2 separate regions of the Mus musculus genome follow, and region 2 is linked to region 1. Evidence: chromatin contacts called from public Hi-C data. All regions are on one chromosome and are shown on one strand. Each heading gives the region's core, a stretch centred on a gene start, on an enhancer-like site or on the middle of the called end of the contact. The rest is flanking DNA. Distances are from core to core; before and after follow the strand shown. Region 1 has its middle 39 kb from the start of Gm11468. Region 2 has its middle 32 kb from the start of Gm30908.

Region 1 (5,712 bases), core at 2,203-4,702:
AGGAGCTTCAGTTGAGGAAATGCCTCCATGAGATCCAACTGTAAGGCATTTTCTCAATTAGTAATCAAGGGGGAAAGGCCCCCTGTGGGTGGGACCATCTCTGGGCTGGTAGTCTTGGGTTTTATAAGAGAGCAGGCTGAGCAAGCCAGGTGAAGCAAGCCAGTAAGGAACATCCCTCCATGGCCTCTGCGTCAGCTCCTGCTTTCTGACCTGCTTGCGTTCCAGTCCTGCATCCTTTGGTGATCAACAGCAGTATGGAAATGTAAGCCGAATAAACCCCTTCCTCCCCAACTTGCTTCTTGGTCATGATGTTTGTGCAGGAATAGAAACCCTGACTAAGACACCATCCATTTCTCAGCCACATCATCTCATCCCCTGCTCCCTCTGGTCCTGCCGAAAGATGTCTCCCCTGGACCTTTTTTTGTTGGCCCTTCCTTGACTACATAGTGTCATCAGTAGGACCCTCTCTGACCACTGTCTGAGGTAGGCCCTTGGCCATTCCCTCTGTGCTGCTGACCAGAAGTAACCTAGAGCTGTGACCTACTACCGCCAACTACTGGAGCCCCAGAGCCCAAACTAGCCAGGTTTGGCCACCTGTCCCCACTACACCAATGAAAGAGACCAAAATATGTGTTCAGTGTGGCCTCATTGGGAAGTGACCGCCACTCTGTCTGTGGGGTCTTGACATGAGGTTTAGTTTTCAGGGGATGGGTAAGAGGTCGGTGCAGTTCAGCAGGCCTGGTTAAGCACTGAGAGGCCTTGACCATCATGACCCACTGCTGTTCTACTCTGGCTAACCCCACAGGGCAGTCTGATGAGTGATCAGAATGTGTGGAGCCCCTTTCCAGAGGCGAGTCCCTCCTCTGTCTGGCACCAGGGTTCCAGCCTTCCCCTCCCCCCTCCCAGTGTAGGCTTTATGGAGAGTTTAATCTGTGGAGTCCACTGTTCCCATCACCCAACAGCACAGATGTTTCCTTTTAGGGTAGCTTCTCTCTTGCCAGCACAGTCACGTTGGTTACACTGCCTGCTTTCATAAATAAAGCTTTACTGAGACATGGCTGCCCTGTGCTCTCTTGTCCTGTCTAACTACTTTCTTGCTTCAAGGACTCAGGCAACGGTTGGGATGTTGATTGTACAAGCCAGGTTCTAACACATTTCCTAACCTGGCCCCTGCTCTGTTCTGTGACCACACTTGACAGTCCCAGGCCTGGGAGGGGCCCCCAGGAATACACGAGAGAGGAAGATCTGAGTTAGGGGTCAGTTTTCTGAGCTGATTTCGGAATGTTCTATGGGAGTGGTTGATGGAGGTAGGGTAGTTGATGTCTGGCAGGCCTGTGGTCCCCAGCTGTCACAGGCAGGAGGCTGTGTCTTAGATGTCAGTTTTCTAGACCACCCCAAGGCAAGGGAGACCCTTAGGAGGGAGGAGCGGCGTTACGGCGAGATGCTCATCCAGGTGCTGCTACTGTCCAGGACGCGAGGGCTCTGGTAGCTGCTCCAGCACGGCAGAGCCAATTTTATGTTTCCAAGCCTCATTCTCAGGCTTTGGCCTGTTTTCTTTTCTCTTTTGAGATAAGAGTATCTTGCAGCCCAGGCTGGCCATGTAGCTGAAGATGACAGGTGATCATCTGATTTTTCTGTCTTCCTTGATGGGATTAATGGTGTGTGCCACCACTGCCAGTTTCCGTGGTCCTAGGGGTGGAACCCAGGGCTTTGTGAATGCCAGGCAAGCACTCTGTTAACTGGACCCCCAGCCCCAGCCCCAGTCCTAGCTGTTTGTTTTCCCTTGACTGTTTTCCTGCTAGATTGTGGCCTTTGGACTGCAGTGGGGGAGGGGCACTGAGGAAAGCTGCCTGGGATGTCAGAGAGAACATCTTGATGGTTGACATACCCCTGTCTCCTATTCATTTTGGACAAGAATGAGGTTCCCTTCCTGGAGTAGCTGAAGGAGCCACAAACCCAAGCAAGAAACCCATGCTCAAAGATGTATGTGTCCAGGGTTGGCCTCCTCCCCTGGTCTAGCCTGGGACTACCGATATATGAAAGTCTATAACAGCTGGGGTTGGGCGGGGTCATAGAAGCCAGGGGCTCCAGGGTTCGATTGCTTTATTTTTAAGATGAATAAGCTGGAGTCCGGGGATGTGACCCTGTAACCCAGGATATCAATGTGGGGATATTTGGGGGCCCATTTGACCCTAGCCTCAGTCTCTAGCTCAGTGTCTTCAACCTTCCTAGGGCTGAGACACAGTTCCTTCAAAGTCACTCATGGAGCCTGCTAGCTAAATGCTGCCCTCAAGACAGATAGCTGCTCCTGTGTTAGACTCTGTATGGCCATAGCAGACACCTGACAGACACAACCTAAGGGAGGAAGGGTCAGAGGCTTCCAGATAGTCCTCAGCTCTATTTATTCTGGGCCCCTCCCTGAGGCAGGGCATAATTTCAGATAGAAATCAGCTGTAAAGCCGGGCAGTGGTGGCTCACGCCTTTAATCCCAGCACTTGGGAGGCAGAGGCAGGTGGATTTCTGAATTCAAGGCCAGCCTGGTCTACAGAGTGAGTTCCAGGCCAGCCAGGGCTATACAGAGAAACTCTGTCTCGAAAAACAAACAAAAAAAAGAAACAAAGAAATCAGTTGTGTGTGTGCATACAAACATACACAGAGAGAGAGAGAGAGAGAGAGAGAGAGAAGAGAAGGGGAGAATATGAGAATAACCTTTAAGGCACAGGGCCCTGCTTGTCCTACCTCCTAGTTTCCAGACCCTCCTAAAACAGCACCACCAGAGGGGACAAGTCTTTCAGCCCACGAGCCTGTGGGGACATTTGAGATTCAAGCTGTTGGACCGTAGCCTCTGGTCATGAGGAACTGAGTCAGGTAGCAGCCTATGTCATGAAGAAAAAGGTGTGTGTGACTGGGCCAGAGTCAGGATGCGATGTCCGGAGAGCTTAGAGGTCTTCAGGGTCAGTTATCTCTGAGTCTGTGGGACACTGGGTCTTATTGTGTGTGGAGAGGAAATGAGGGAGATTGGAAGTGACAAAGCATGTGGTCTTCTGTCTTTAGAGCGTCACATTGGCCTTCATTTCCTCTGCATTTGTGTGAGTGACTATTTGGTTAATATGTCCCCTCTCTGACCTTGACCTCAAATGAACTGTCCATAGCAAGCATGTGTGGTGATGATATTCTGTGAACACTGGTGACAGAGATACGGTGGGGAGGAGCAGTTCTGTGTCTGCCTGTTGTCCCCTTTCGTGATCGGGAACTTCACATCTGCAGAGACTGTGTCAACTTCTGACATTTAGCCTAAGAACTCTTTCAGACACAGCCATGGTGGTCTTGAAAGTGGTCATGGTGAGCAAGAATAAGGAAGGAGGCACAACCACCCAGCCACCTCCTCACGGCTTTGAGAGGAGGCCTTTGTGGCCAAGGGCATGGTGCCGTCTGTCATCACCAGGGACAGAGATGACTAAGGGACATATTGCACACTTCTGGGGTTGCACAATCAGTGGTTTAGGCAGAAACCAGCTCTTAACTGTGGCCACACGACCTTAGGGAATATCCCACCACTTCTGCTCTCCCTCCTCCTCTCCCTCCTCCTCTGTTCCTCCTCCTCCATCTGTTCCTCCACATCCTCCTTCTGCTCTTCCTTGCTTTCTGACCCCTTCTTTTCTTCTGTCTTCTTTCTCCCTCTGTTCTTCCTCATCTCCTTCCTCCCACTTCTTCCTTCTTTTCCTGCCTGCCTCCTCCTCTTCCTGCCTCCTCCTCTTCCTTCCTCCTGCCTCCTCCTCTTCCTTCCTCCTGTAAACTCCTCCCTGTAAGCATTCCTCTCTGATGGAGTCTAGCTCTATGATTCACACTGGTCTCAGACGTGTAATCTTCCTGCCTCGCCTTCTGCTGTGATTCTCAGATGTGCCAGCCTGCTCACCTTTGCCATTTTTCTGAGCCCTGTGGAAACTTCCATCAGTTACGTACCTTGGAAGCAGCTGCCCTTACCACGGCTCCCATACTGCTGCTCTTCCACCTCTGTCATCTCTGGGCTGGTCGGGGGCTTCGGTTGTATTGGTCACACGCACTTGTACACACATGGATTCAGCTGGAATCTTTGACTTTAGGATCAGGGGCCTCATGGAAGAACTTGTTGGAAGACTGGAGGATCCACATTTGCCTCAGAGGCCTGCTGATGAAGGAAGGGTCTTAGTCAGGTGTCAGCACACCATGTTGTTGCTTTGGGTAGTGAGGTGTCAGTTTCTGTGTCCAGAGAGTGATCTGGTCATGTGAACAGCTTTGTGGGCTGAGAGCTTTGGACTGTTTGTATAACTTCTTTAAATGGTGTGTGTGTGTGTGCTTGCGTGCGTGCACGTGCGCATGTGCCTGTGTCTGTGTGAGTGCACTCATGCTGTGTGACATGTACAGAGGTCAGAAGGTCAGAAGACAACCCCAGGCATCAGTCCTCAACTGCCTTCTCCTTTGAGGCGTGGTCCCTTTTTGTCTTGGCACTGTGTGCTCCAAGCTTGTAAGCCTTCATATAGGCCATATAAGAAATCACCCACCTACTCCTTCCGTGTTTTCAGACTTATTTTATTTATGTGCTTGTGTGTTTCTCTGCATGTATGTCTGTGCACCACATGCATGCCTGGTGCCTGTGGATCCCCTGGAAGTAGTTACAACAGATGGTGGTGAGTTGTCACGGAGGTGCCAGGAAACACACGCCTAACTTCTGCAAGAGCAGCTGGCACTCTTAACTAACGACTGAGCGTTCCCTCCAGCCCTGATTCCACCTTCTTGCAGGAATGCTGGGGTTGTAGGCCCATTTCTCTCACAGGCTGTGGGGATTTGAACTCAGATACTCAGACATGCTTGACAAGTACACCATCTATTGAGCCATCCCTAACCCTGTGGCTTTCTAACTTCTAAGTGTGATTCTGGGTCCCCTGGGAGATGGCTCAGCTATCCTCTCTGTCTTAGCCATTTCTGTCTGTCTGTATTCATCAGAATAAGTCTGCAGCAACAGAACAACCCTTTCACAGTGTAAGGATATGGAGCTGCCTACCAAGACGTAGGGAGGCAGATGGCCAAGAGTATGCATGTGCCCGTATCTGGGATCCTGGGACCAGGTCAGACAGGCAGACTGGGGCGACTGTCCCCTGCTGCTCTTATGCACTGTCTTTCACTGAGTTATTCAACAAGCATCTATAGGATACCATCTATTCCAGGGACCAGAGAATAGGGATGAACAAGGCAGAGAGGGCCTATCTTCATAGGGCTTCCACCACAGTTGACGGGCATGTGACCAGATGTCTCTGTTGCTGGGACCAACACCAGAGGGGAACAGTTTAAAGATGACTTCATTTGGCTCATGGGTTCAGAGGTATCCGTCCACCCTACCAGAGAGGGTAGGGCAGAACAGAGCATTTGCATCATTGACAGAAAGAAGGCAAAAAGGGAGGCAGGGAGTCAGAGAGAGAGACAGAGAGAGAGAGAGACAGAGACAGAGAGAGAGAGAGACAGACAGAGAGACACAGAGACAGAGAGACACAGAGAGGAGACAGAGAGAGAGAGAGACAGAGAGACAGAGACAGACAGACAAACAGAGAGTGTGTAAGGGGGGAGTGGGCAGGTGAGGGAAGGTAGAGGGTGGGAGGGTGGGTGTGGGGGCATATCAAGCATATACTCTCACTTTTGGGTTTTCTTCCTCCCTCCACCACAGCTGTTTTTGGTTTT
Region 2 (5,712 bases), core at 2,337-4,836, 270 kb after region 1:
TGACTGTTCTTCCAAAGGTCCTGAGTACAATTCCCAGCTCACAACCATCTGTAATGGGATCTGATGCCCTGTTCTAGTGTCTAAAGACAGCAACAGTGTACTCACATACATAAAATAAATAAATATTTTTTTAAAAAAGCAACTTGGCAAGGAAAGGGTTTATTAAAAAAATATATATATCGCAGGTGCCTTCCAAGATGAGACCCTCTAGAAGGTTCCAGCTGAGGCCTGTGCTTTTCCCAGCTCTGTGGGCGACCAGTTACACACAAACTTCTTTCTGCTGAGAACATTTGGGGCTTTGAGTTCATTGAAAAATATGGTTCAGAGTAGTTTCAGATTACAAAAATATAGAGCAGAAGGAACAGCACTCCCACGGTCCCCTCTCCACTCCACCAAGAGTGACACAGTAGCCACTTCAGCTTCTCCAGTGACCCCATCCTCTTCAGCATTGGCAACACCTATGGCCCTCCAGCGTGAAGCAAAGGAAGCCATGTTCCCTGCAGCTCCCAGCCCCTCTGCTGTCTCTCCACACCTCTCCCTCCCCTGGCATCTCCACAGACTAGAAGCAGCAGGGGGTCTTACTGTGTCTTTAGATTTTTCCAGAAGTCTTTTCTGGATAGCTAGGTTGTGGGTCTGTTTGGTTTTGGTTTTGGTTTTATAACCCAAATGGAGTACATGTTCATTGTATGTCTGTCAGTCCTTCTGTAGAGAGAATAGCTTGTGTCTGTGTGGAGGTGGCACCTGCCAATCATAAATCTGATGGCCTATGGCTTAGGCAGAAAATAGGAGGTGGGACATCCAGAAGAAGAGAGAATTCTGGGATAGCGCCAGGCAGGAGATTCTCCCAGGAAAATGGAAGAAGACACCTGGTACCTGAGCACAGGCACATGGCAGAATGTAGGTTAGAATAAGTGGGGTTTCTTAAGTTATGCTTTTAGTCAGAGAAGAGCCCAGCTGTATGACCAAGGTATTTGTAAATATATTGTGAGTCTGAGTCTTATTCCTGGGAACATGGGGCCGGGAGGTAGAGCCAGGCTTAACTTTTACATCCTTCCTTCTGCTGTCTTGCTCTTGTTCAAAGAGGGTCTGTGTGATTGGTTGGTTGGTTGGTTGGTTGGTTGTTGAATGGTTTGTTCTCTGCCAGGCCAGGGTTCGAACCCAGGGCCTCATGCACTCTAGGCGAGCACTCTACCAACTGAGTTACAGCCACTATCATATTTTCACATCCCCATGGGTGTCTAGGAAGCTGTTGTGGTGAGTGGGGAGGCCTTCCAGACCCCAGCTGAGGCATGCTTACCAACCTTCCTCCTCCAAGGCCCCTCTGCCCTTCGGGAAAGTGCTGCAGGGCACAGGCAGGGCCTTTGGGGTAGGGCTAACTGAGCCAGAGAAATTGACAGGTGACGTCACTCCTGAGAGGGAAAGAAAATAGAATGTAAGAGTCACATGACTAATTATTTGGGGTGATCAACATCAGGCATGAAGTGGACAAACTGAAGTCGTATCTTCAGGGGCCCACTGTTTGGCACCATCTTTCTCTGCCTGGTGGTGTGGTTTCAGTCCCGTGCCTGATTGAGATCACATGACTACCAGTGAATCACTGTGCTGTGCCGAGGAGAAGGGGGACCTGAAATACTGTGGGCATATGAGCCAGTAACCAGGCTATAATGTTAGATATCAGGAGATATCACGAGCCTAAGCCTAGACACGGGTGTTAGGGAGACAGTTCTTCCATGTGCACAGAACATGAACACAATAGGAAAAGCTCCTACAAGTAATATCAGGACTGGGCTTCCCAAGAGCCCATTTGTACAACATGGCACTGATTAAAGGAGCCAGGAAAGAAGCCCACAAGGTGTTCCTCACACCAAAGGGCATCAGGACAAAGTCAGGGAGGAAGGCACGTGTGGAAAAACTGCTAATTAAGGTCGAAGTCCACCATTCAACTGCTAGCTTTGGGGGCTTGGCACATAATGGGGGACTCCTTTCATTAACAGGTTTTCTCCTTCTCTGACTTTGTCCCTCCCACTCGCCTCTCCTTGAGGAATATCATGTAGCCTCAATTAGTTTATAGGACCCATTTCCATTCTCCTGACAAAACCTGTTCAGGCCACACCTGAGAGTTCTGAAATACTTCCCCATGCTCACGAGGCAGTCTAAACACCCTCAGACCCCAGCCAATCACCCTTGCCCATCCTGGGTGTTCCTACCCTCAGTCCCCCAACTTGATAAGCCTTCAGTCACCCTAAGTCATGCTGACCTGCCTCCTGACAAGCTGTCCCGGTGTGGTCATTCGCCGTAAGTACATACAGGGTTTCCAAAGCATCCCGACACTCCATGAGAACAGGGAACCCTACAGACACATTTGTGAGAAAGTCAGCAGTGCTGATATTTCACTAGAAATCGTACCACAGGCTGAAGGCAGCCAGGCCTTACTGCCAAGGACCCTGCGTTCTATAGAGAAAACAGGCTTAATTTACCTGTTTTTAAATATTAAATTTGTAGCTCAATGACTTAACCTCTTAAAACATCATTTTTATTTAATGGGTATGGGTGATTTGCCTGCCTATATGTCTGTGCACCTCCAGAGAGCCTGCTACCTGAGGGAGCCCGAAGAGGATGTTGGATCACCTGGAAATGGGGTTACAGACAGTTGTGAGTAGTTATGTAAGTGCTGGAGACCAAAACCCGGTTCTTGGAAGAGCAGCCTTTGCTTTTAACCTCTGAGCTGTGATGGCTTGCCTCTTTATCCCAGAGAGAGAACACATGTTTTGTGTAACACGCATGACCAGCCACATTTCATCTAAAGCTCACACGCTCATTAAACCTTCCCTCCGATTCGGTGCTTGGCTGCTAACACTCCAATTGTCTGAAACTGGCCACTGAGGAAAAGACTCAACAAGAGTGGAGAGTGAAGAGAGGGGTGCCCTCCACTCTCCTGCTACAAATACAGCTTGTGCTGCAAATCCATTCCTCACTGTGAACAACAGAGGAAATAAAAACTTCTAAGCACAGTGTAAGCGGCTCTGCTGAGAGGCCAGTATACAATACTGATCCTGTAAAAGTGTGAACATGAGTCTGAAATAGGAACCGTTTGTTGTTATAATTTGTGGACTCGAAGCAGCCACACATGCCAATACACCTCAATCTAGCTGCCTTCTACGCCCCCTTTCTCACCCCGCCCCCCCCCCCCAGGGAACAGGACAGGACAAGGACGGTGGAGTCTAAAACTCTCAGAGATCATGCCTGGCCTCTGGATTGCAAGCAGCCTCCAGCCCTGAGGGGTCCTGCCATATCAGCTGCTGCAGCTGCTGCTAGAAGTGAGCCTCGCCGACCATCACCACCACCAGCAGCAGCAGCATCTGCCTATGACATGGGGTCACCACCTGCATCTCTGCCATCAAAGCAACAGGGAGACTAGAGGGCCCATTAGACTGAAGATCAGATACTATCTAGGATCTGGGGTAGGGGTCTAGGAAAATAAGTCATGTTAGTTCAAGGAATGCAGAAGAATCCAGAGCCTGCCACTTGGCCCAGTTTGGTCACCCCAGCACTGGGACTCTTGTGTGACCTCTGGTGCCTCCCCTCTGTATGGACACCAGCCTGACATCTCCTTGCAAGGCAAAAAGCCAGGCTGATGTAATTCCTCCTGCTAATTCATACAGATCAGCTACTTGCTCCCCCCCACCCTGTGTGTGTATCTGTGTGTCTGTGTGTGTCTGTGTGTGTGTTAGTATGCATGCTTATATGCTTATGAGTGTAAGTGTGTAAATGTTGTGTGCATGGCTGTGTGTGTCTGTGTGTGTACACTGTTATGTGCACGTATGTGACTGTGTTAGTGTCAGTGTATGTGTGAGAATATGTGAATGTGTCTGTGTGTATATTTGCATGTGTGCTCACCATATCCCCCTCTCCCCCCCAGACACACACAGCATGAATTAACATGAGAGATCAGGTTAGCTCAGGGCTTTTAAGCTGACAAGCAGGTATCAGACTAGTTGTCATGGAAAAGTGTGGGACCACTCGGGACACCCATATAGGAACTAGGAGGCTCTGTAAGGAGGCCCAAGAGTAACAGGCATTTCAATGGTAGCTGATATGCCTGCCCCTGAGTGTGAGAGAGAGAGAGAGAGAGAGAGAGAGAGAGAGAGAGAGAGAGAGAGAAGAGAGAGGATTCTTTTAGGGGTGGGAAAGTTCTCCCACAGTGGAAGGGCCCAAGGGACCAGACCAATATGGAGGTGGATGGCAGGTTAGGGGGTGAAGGCACATCGGGAGGGCAATGGGGAGACAAGAGAGAATGCTACCCTCTTCCTGTAGCTGCAGGAGGCTGAGCAAGGCATGAGGCTGCATGAGGCAGGGCTGGGGCCAGGGCCTGAATTACACACCCGTCACTGGCGTTTATGAAGAATGTCGCCCAGCCTCCATCAGGCCTTTTAAAATAGCCGCATCCTGCCTACAGCATGGCCTCATCAAAATGCATCTGAAACCAGTTACTTTAAGGGAAACTTGATGATCTCGTTCTGCAGATGAAAAAAAAAATCAATGTTACTCGCCATAAATAGAAGCCTCTAAAACAAAGAAACCACAGAAGTCACTTCAGCAGCATGAGCCGCTGACCACCCAGGCTGAAGCCATGCCCGCTAAGCCTTGTGAAGGGCAGGAAACCTAAGATGGGGGAAGTCAAGCCAGCCTGAAACAGTCTCTCTGCCCAGAGTTCAAGAGACAGAGACTTGTGAGGATCCATGCGGCTTCCTCCTGGCTCAGGAGCACCTCAAATCATCTCACACGGAGCACCTCAAATCATCTCACACGGAGCATCTCAAATCAATTCACATGGAGCACCTCAAATCATCTCACATGGAGCACCTCAAATCATCTCACATGGAGCACCTCACATCATCTCACATGGAGCACCTCACATCATCTCACATGGAGCACCTCACATCATCTCACACTGCTTAGAAGCGCCCCAGCTGCTCTCTCTTCAGTGCTCTCCAGAACACATTTTCCCTTTGCTGTTCAAGGCGCAGAGGTCTCAGCACTGGGCAGCGTATGCTTCGTGTTCTTTGTTGCTTCAGAAGCAGGAGAGGCGGCGTACATGAGTGTTTTCTCCACACCTGCTCAACAAATGGCTGTGCAGTAGAAGAAGAGAGGCAGGACCATCTGTCAGGACCTCAGCACACAGGAGGCTGAGGCAGGAGCATCAAAAGTTCTAAGACCAGGCTGGGTACAGACATGGTACATTTAAGTCCAGCCTGGGCTATACACTGAGTTCCAATCTAACCTGGGTTGTGATACCTTGTCTCTAATAATAATAACAATAACAACAACAATAATAATAACAAAAATTATGAATGAAAGCACAGCATGCCTGGCCTCATGTCCTCTCCCAATTATCTGCCCTCCTTATAATGTCTGTTATGAGTGTTGCTGCCTGAGGTCACTGTAGAGAGAGGCAAGAGAGGGAGGAAGCTAAGGGACCAGTCACATCTAACCTGTGGGCCGTGGTAAATAAAGGAAGAAACAGATAACATGAGACTCAAAGGACCAGACCTGCTACCAGTCAAGAGTTCTCAGGGATGCCTCTTCCTTGATGCTGGAGTATAACTTTAATTTTTTCAAATACTACTTTTAGTGATGGTTCTTAAATGCTTTAACCTCCCTTGTAGCCCACCACCCACCAGGGATAGTGGAAAAGAAAGGATACAGGGGAAG

Evidence for each region. Hi-C and Micro-C count contacts between places; a contact is called where the count stands out from the background.
Region 2: a contact with region 1 is called in a Hi-C map of bone marrow-derived macrophages, with 23 read pairs. The contact joins two enhancer-like sites. A contact is called at or near these places in 2 of 484 Hi-C or Micro-C datasets (bone marrow-derived macrophages and natural killer cells), 2 of 115 datasets of contacts at active chromatin or transcription factors (memory CD8 T cells and microglia) and 1 of 9 other capture datasets (embryonic stem cells).

The regions. Positions count from the first base shown.
Region 1 is chr2:166,231,624-166,237,335 of GRCm38.p6, forward strand. No RefSeq gene overlaps it. Among named protein-coding and RNA genes, the nearest start is that of Gm11468, 39 kb to the right of the region's middle. Within about 2 kb of position 3,453, at least 84 of the 459 cell types and tissues checked have an H3K27ac peak or open chromatin away from gene starts, as enhancers often do. A contact at or near this core is called in bone marrow-derived macrophages, where this site is marked.
Region 2 is chr2:166,501,070-166,506,781 of GRCm38.p6, forward strand. It overlaps the pseudogene Gm14267. Among named protein-coding and RNA genes, the nearest start is that of Gm30908, 32 kb to the left of the region's middle. Within about 2 kb of position 3,587, at least 5 of the 459 cell types and tissues checked have an H3K27ac peak or open chromatin away from gene starts, as enhancers often do. A contact at or near this core is called in bone marrow-derived macrophages, where this site is marked.